Regions from separate parts of the Mus musculus genome. Here region 1 is linked to region 2. Evidence: chromatin contacts called from public HiChIP or PLAC-seq data. All regions are on one chromosome and are shown on one strand. The core of a region is the stretch at or near the end of the contact, and the rest is flanking DNA. Distances in the headings are between cores, read along the strand shown.

The links. HiChIP or PLAC-seq counts read pairs in DNA pulled down with a chosen protein or histone mark.
Region 1: a contact with region 2 is called in an HNF4G HiChIP or PLAC-seq map of pancreatic cancer cells. The contact joins the enhancer-like site here to the promoter of Ryk in region 2. A contact is called at or near these places in 3 of 115 datasets of contacts at active chromatin or transcription factors (embryonic stem cells, extraembryonic endoderm stem cells and pancreatic cancer cells) and 1 of 9 other capture datasets (embryonic stem cells).

Annotation. Positions count from the first base shown.
Region 1 is chr9:103,075,888-103,079,896 of GRCm38.p6, forward strand. It overlaps Slco2a1 (solute carrier organic anion transporter family, member 2a1), which reads left to right. Exons shown (of 14, transcript NM_033314.4): 10 at 1,037-1,202; 11 at 3,562-3,725. Among named protein-coding and RNA genes, the nearest start is that of Rab6b, 34 kb to the right of the region's middle. Within about 2 kb of position 2,729, at least 35 of the 459 cell types and tissues checked have an H3K27ac peak or open chromatin away from gene starts, as enhancers often do. A contact at or near this core is called in pancreatic cancer cells, where this site is marked.
Region 2 is chr9:102,832,892-102,836,354 of GRCm38.p6, forward strand. It overlaps Ryk (receptor-like tyrosine kinase), which reads left to right and starts at 2,029. Exons shown (of 15, transcript NM_013649.3): 1 at 2,029-2,348. The coding sequence starts at 2,165.

The sequences.
Region 1 (4,009 bases), core at 1,479-3,978, 240 kb after region 2:
GTTGAAACTTTTTCTTGAGGACTTTGCCCAAAACATTTGCAAGATTTGGAGACTCAGAACCTTTTAACCCCAGCATAGTCTCTTTCTCGTGGAGAGCAACATCTCCAAATACACCAACAGCATCAGGCAAAAACATAGTGTGATATGACCTCCTCTGTAGCTGACAGATGACAGAGGAAAGCAGAACAAAAGAGGGGAACATTGCCTCGAGTGAGGGAGTGAGAAACTCACCACCGTTCTGCAGGCTGACTGGGGACCCAGAGAAGCTGGGGACCCAGAGAAACCTGAAAGCTTGGGGTCCTTGAGGTGGTTTTCAGTGGGAGTTTGGTCCCACCTCTGTCACCTGCCTGGCCTGAGTTCTAGATATGACACTCTTTGTTGCTATGAGGAAGTTATCCGTAAACAAAAAGGCCCTTCCATTGTGATGTCCCATAAATGCCAACATCCACTGCTACTGTTTATCAATGCACTACTCAGCCATCAGAACTTCCCCAAAGAAGATCAGTAAGAACAGCCATCGAAATCCACTTCGATGAAGTTCTGGCCCAGGATAGGAAGGCGAATGGACAGACCCAGATCAGTGAATCCATTTGTTTCAGGAGATGAACAGTCTATAAAAACCTCAGTGGCCTCCAAAGGTCTCAGCCAGCACCTAGCTGGGCCATAAGAGAAGGCAAATGTTTCTAATGACTTCACTGTAGCGTAGACCACTTCCTTCAACAGAGCTTCAGGCTGTCAGTCATTTTAACTCTGACAGTGGCATGGGTGTTTTCTGGCTAGACCTTTACAACTGAGTAATGGGTGGGTTTGGGTTCCCAGGGTCAGGAGAATGGAGAGGGCCATGATGTCCAAACCATGGCAGACTCACAGCCGGCTCCCACCGGCTCCGTTCAGATTCTGGGACAGCACTGGCCTAAGACAAACGGGGGTATGCAGGCACATCAGCCAGGCCAGGACCTCGTGCTGGGCTGGAGTGTGGTGCTGTTTCTTGGTCTTGCTTTGTTTGATTCTCTTCTCTTCCTGTCTCGCCTGGCAGCACACCAAGTTCTATACATCCGCAGCCTCCCGCCTGCCGCAGGGACTGCCTGTGCCCAGATTCCGTCTTCCACCCTGTCTGCGGAGACAATGGAGTCGAGTACCTCTCCCCCTGCCATGCTGGCTGCAGCAGCCTCAACGTGAGCTCAGCAGCTTCTAAGCAACCAGTAAGGACAACGACGAAGGGGGTCACAGGGGTCGACAGAACCACATGGAGCTTTGGGGCTCAGTGTGTCACCTCAAAAACCGTTCCTTGGCCGTCAGTATCAGCGTCTTAGCCCCCTCCACCATCTCTCATCCTTCTCTGCCCCGGGGTCATGACCAGATGCCCACAGCCCAAAGTCAGTTAAAGATTGGCTGGAGACCAACGAGTTCATTCTTGGGAACTTGGCAAAACAACAGAAACAAGTCCGAGCAGTCGCTCTCAGCGGAAACTTGTGACTGATACTAATGGCTCCCTGTGGCAGGGGGGAACTTCTGGGTTCTGGGTTCTGGGTTCAGGCCATATTACAGAGTCACATGGCCTGAGAGCAGAGGGTCCCCTGTGACTTGGACCTTAGAGGCCAGTGCTGGGAGCAGCAGTCGTTTCAAGCCCTCCTCTCCCAGGAGTGCCACAGAGTTGGCCTGAAGCCATGAAATTAAGTTCAAATCTAGGATTAGAAACAAAATCTCTCTTCACCTGGTCTTCAAGGCCATGTGTCTCCTTCTTAGACCTAGACCTATGGGGACTTGTCTGACAATATGTGAGGACAGTGACCCCAGGCCTTCTGGGATCAGGAAACAGCAAATGCCTCCTCCAGGTTTGTCTCTTAGTCAGAAATCCATGTGTGCAGCCACCATGTCAACCAAAAGCCCTGGTCTCACAGTTTACATCCAGTCCGATAAATGCACACGATAAATGCTGAGGGACTTCCTGAGGTGACTTACCCTTGAGCAAAGACCAGAAGAATCCTATGGAAACCTGGAAGCCCATTGCACTCGAGGGAAGCACAGGTGCCAGTGCACCAGAGAAGCTGAGGAAAGGCCTGGTCGGCGCTAAGCGACAAGTGTCACAGCTATCGGGACAAGGGATCAACAGGTCCAGAGCTGGGCAGGGCCAGGCAAGCCAGACTTAGGAGGGAGATTATTTCCCCTCTTAACTCCCTCTGATGAGAACAATGGAACGTCTATGTCATTACTATAGGATGCCCCCATAGGAAGAATGCACCTGTGTGTCGGCCATGTGTGTTGGCCATGGGCCAGGCTAGCCCCCACTTACCACCTCTTGCGAGGTCACAGAAAAAAGCTTCCCCTGTCTGTCACTATGGGCAAAGGCCCTTGGCTCTCAGGTAGAGAAGGGTGAGGAGCTAAGACAAGATGGCCCCTTAGTTTGCCTCTTAACTGGAAGAGTGGTGGCTTCTGTGGTTTTCTTATCTTTATTTACTCTCCGCTGACTCATCTACTTCCAGAAATAATCTTGACAAGCTTCCAATAACAGCACAAGTACATCAAGACAAAATCCATTACCATGATAGCAAGGGAAAAAATAATAAATTATAAGGGGGATAAAGTCTTAGTATTTTAAGATCCAGATTGCGGGAGGTTACGGCAATATCGTGTGTTAGGAACTTCTGAGCTTGAGGGCCACAGTCCCACTGACTGACAGAGGGAGGCCTCCTCTAGCTCATTAGTTGGCTCAGCCCCATAACAGCTCTGACACCAACGTCATCATAGGCTGGGCCATCAGCCACTGCAAGGAGGGAAGGCAAAGATGACCAGATGAACGGTGGCCGCCAAATGAGTCGAACAGCAGTGTTGAGCCACATAGAATTATGATGAGGCAGGGTCCTCCTCTGGGGGCTCTTCTTAGGTCAAAGTACACCTCTTCAGTGGGGAGTGCTACAGAGCATTCAAGAGACTCTGTTATTGTTTCCTCTACTCCCGGAACATACCTTCTCCCATAACAACTTGCGCAACCACTAGAGCGGGCTGGACCGGGAGGAGAGCTCCCAGGTTCCAGGCGCTGAGCTGATGAGGGTGCTTTGCCTGGTGATGGGATCTTGGGCATTCAGATGTTGGAAGACTGCAGGAGTTCATCCCATGCTGGACTCTTGGTGAAGACCATTTCTTTCTTTTTTTTATTTTAAAGATTTGTTTATTTATTTTATGCATGTGAGTGCACTGTCACTCTCTTCAGACACACCAGAAGAGGGCATCAGGTCTCATTACAGATGGTTGTGAGCCACCATATGGTTGCTGGGAATTGAACTCAGAACCTCTGGAAGAGCAGTCAGTGCTCTTAACCGCCGAGCCATCTCTCCAGACCGTGAAGACCATTTCTAATGTCCCCAAAGTGAAAGAGCCAGGACCCCATGGGGCACTCTAAAACCCTCATCTGACCTCTTCAGTCTTTGAATCCTAGCTTTTCCTCCATCCCTGGAGGGCTGAAGGGAGGGCAGAGGGATTCGTTCATATTAGAGGGAGGCAGTGTGGATATGTGAAACATACAGAGGTTAAATCATGACGTGGCCCCTCCTGTTCTTCAAGATCTATTTGAACTGTAGCTGTGTGACTGGAGGATCCGCATCGGCCAAGACAGGCTCCTGCCCTACATCCTGTGCACAGCTGCTGCTCCCGTCCATCTTCCTCATCTCCTTTGTGGCACTCATTGCCTGCGTCTCCCACAACCCCCTCTACATGATGGTCCTACGGTGAGTGAAATCTCTGAGCCTCTGGCTGCTGCTTCCACACCCTCTCTTTGACAGTACATCCTGTCTCCTACTCAGAGTCTCTCCTCCCTTAACTGGGGAGTCTTAACAGCAACCTACAAGTGTCTAATGGTGAGAAGACAATAGGTACACTGATGGCAGGAGTTCCCTGTCCCAGGAGGAGCTCCTGGTAGGGAAGCCTGGCCCAGGCTCCTAGTATCCATGAAACATAGGCCCTGTTGGCACCCCCATCTTTATTTGTGGGAAGTTAAATCATAGCCCGGGAT
Region 2 (3,463 bases), core at 779-3,278:
TTTTGGAGGATACCTCATTTGAACTGTTTGGTGATGAAACTACACAGAAGTGGCCATTAGAAGGAAGGGTTCATTATGTCAACAGTAATCATAACAATTGTAGCAGTCACCCAGTGTCCGCCCAGGTGTTTTATTTATAGCTTCTCCAATTAAATCCTTGTAAAAGCCCTGCAAGTCAGGCCTTACCGCTGGTGCTTAACCGAGGCTAGGAGAGTTTAATTTTCCCAAGGCCACACCATTGATAAATACCAGTGCTTAGTCCCGCTTGACTGACACCTTTGGGATATATTGTATCATAGTATCTCAAGATGTCACTGGCTAAAGATATGGAAGTAAACCAGCCTCTAGAAGACTCAGCTTCCATTCTTGGAGATTATTAGCTTGCTGCAAAAAATGTAGACAGCAAACCTTTGCTTTCAAGACGGCTCCGCCCCCACCCCCTTTGTTTTCTTGAGTAGAGAGCCCTGTTCACAGCATAGGTTCCTAGAGTCCTTCCTGGCAGGGCCCTGGTTCCCTACGAGGTAGCTGTGGCCACAGGTGACTTGTGTTTTTCATCATTCACTGATGGCATGCTTTTGTTCAGTTCATGCCCACTTCCTGGTCTCTTCCTGCAGGGCACTGTATTCTGTGCTGGGGAACTGAAGCTTGACAAATTGAGGCCAGCTTGTCTCCAAATGGAATCCATCCCTCTCACTACAGGAGAGAGGGGGGAAAAATATCAAGATCCAACTATCCTCCTCTTCGGTCTCTCTCCCTGCCCTGGCAGGGGATACAGGTAATATCTCTCAGGGCCTGCGTGTGGATGGGCAACTGGGAGCTTGAAGCTAGGCCGGGCAGAAAGCAGCTGCTCTCCACAGGCAAGGAGGGAGGCATAAGGTCAGTGAACGGGTCACAGGGATGGGATGACCCTGTTCTGGAGGAAGTGAGAAGGGATGCTTGGGAGCCAGCCTGAGTGATGGCTTGTGGAGTAAGCTTGACTGGGGCTTCCCCAAATTCTTCATCAGAGTCTCTGGGATGTATCAGAGATCCTTAACCGGTTTAGGGAGACAAGGGCTTCCTAGAGCAAGGGATGAAATGTAAAAACCACTCTCCAGTATGTGAAAGCACCCATGCACACAGACAGCCATGTACAGCCATAAGCACACACTCACATACATTCCATGTTTTGGAGGGGGGGGCTGGCATGGACCACAGGTTAAAAGCCCAGATACAGGTTGATTTACAGTAAAGGAGAACTAGGATAATAAAAGTTCGTCACATGTAAAAATAAGCTTGCTGGGCATGGGTGGCACAGGCCTTTAATCCTGGCACTTGGGAAGCAGAGGCAGGCAGATCTCTGTGAGTTCAAGGCCAGCTTGGTCTACATAGCAAGTTCCATGCGGGCCAGGGCTACATAGTGAGACCCTGTCTCAAAACAAACAAACAAACAAACAAACTGTAAACCAAAATACAAAATAAAAAGTTTACTAAGGTTTTATGAGTTTTTTTTGTTTTTGTTTTTGCTTTCTGGAAAGTGTGTGGCATGTGAATTTTAGGGAACAGACATGCTAACTAGAGGCTGACCTCTGATGGTGGGATAAGGGAAGATTTCTACGTACCCGTCCCTTCTCACTAAATAAAACAGCATTCTTTTCTTTTGAGACAGCATCCAAGACTCAGGGCGCACCTGGGGAAGAATAAAGAGACCAACCGACTCTAGGCCTCAACGACTTGGGCTGGGGACTGGCTATATTAGCCTAGAGCCCTTCGCCTGGCCAGGGCACTTCATTATTGTTTTTGATTAGTTTGTGTCTCTTTAACTCATTTCCTTTATTCCTCGCGCGTTTCAGCCTGGCAAACAACGTAATGTTATTTATACCAACCCCTACGCGCGGCCCCCACCCCGACCTCAGGTCTGAGACGCTCTCCCGTGCACGCGCGCCCCAGAACCAGGCGCTCTCGGTCGGGCGGCACATGCGTGCGCGCCCTCGCGCACGGCGGGCACGCGCACGCGCGCGTCTCCGCCCGCAGCTCGCCCCCCCACCCCCTCCCGTTCCCGGGCGGCGGGTCTGAAGCGGCGGCGCGATGAGCTGGCCGGCCGCCCCCGGCTCGGGGCTGTGAGGCGCTCGGGGCCGGGGTGCGCGGCGGCGCGGCGGGCGGCGGACGCTCCTGCTCGGCGGCGGCCATGCGCGCGGGCCGGGGCGGCGTCCCGGGGAGCGGCGGCCTGAGGGCCCCGCCGCCGCCGCTGCTGCTGCTGCTGCTGGCGATGCTGCCCGCCGCCGCCCCGCGGTCCCCGGCCCTGGCCGCCGCTCCTGCGGGACCCAGCGTGAGCCTCTACCTGAGCGAGGACGAGGTGCGCCGGCTGCTTGGTGAGTGGCGCGGCTCCCGGGGCCTCGTGAGCCCGCGGTGCTGCCGCTGCGCCGCCCGCGCTCTCTCTCTCTCTCTCCCTCTCTGCAGCCTCCCTGCGCGTGTCACTCTAGGCCGCGGAGCTCCGGAGCCTCGGAGTCGGCGCTCGGGACACGGGTGGCCGCTCCTTAGCCTGCTGTGGGTGGCCCACAGGCCACGCCGCCGCCGTGCGCTTGCTTTCTGGTTAGCGAGTGGGGGGCAAGGTGAGCCGGGCGCCCTGAGTTGTGTGGCATCCTGCACACCTTCGGGCCGACCGGATCCCAAGCATCGGGGTTTGCCTTGGGTTCCTTGAGTGTGACCTGATGCTGCCGTTCCAGGCCACTTGCCTACTCTGCAGACCCTGAAGCGAGAGGAGAACTTGGCTTTGGGGTCCGTCGGCGGTGGTTCCGTTTACCTGTTTAGCCCGTTGTTTGGGGAGTCCGACTCTGCCCTCCGCTTGGAACTCTGTGCATTCTGAAAATCAGCCCTTGAAGGAAGGCCTGGCCAGCCATCAAAAGGAAGTCTCTGATAGTTAGGGATACCCAGCTTTTGCCGTCTTTTGTGCATTAAGGCAGTCCCTTCACTTTTTATCGGGGTGTTTTAGAGTGAAGTGTTGGAACTGGAAAGGTCTCCCCCTAAATATCCATTAAGTGTCACTTTTTTAGTGAGCGAGTATGCCTCCCCCAAGTGTGTGTGTGTGTGTGTGTGGTGTGCGCGCGCGTGTGTATGCGTATGTGTGTATTAGAGGAGGTTTTTTTGTTTGTTTGTTTGTTTGTTTGTTTTGTTTTGTTTTTCCTTTCCAGACAGGGACTTTATGTAGCCTGGGCTGTTTTGGAATCCACTATGTAGACCAGGTTGGCCTCAAGCTCACAGAGAGCCTTCTGCCTGTTAGAAGAGTTTCTTAGGGTCTGTTGAGAGAGTTTAGCCTCGGAATGAAAACTGCTTTTAGCAGACTGTTTAGACATAGTTGTATGTGTAGGTTTATCGGCTTTAACTAAAGAACTGTGTTTTCCTAACATCCTAATTTAACCTTCCTTATAGTCTAGTTGAATTAGCTGAATTTAGTCTAGCAGAATTGAAATGGCATCTGAGTTACGCC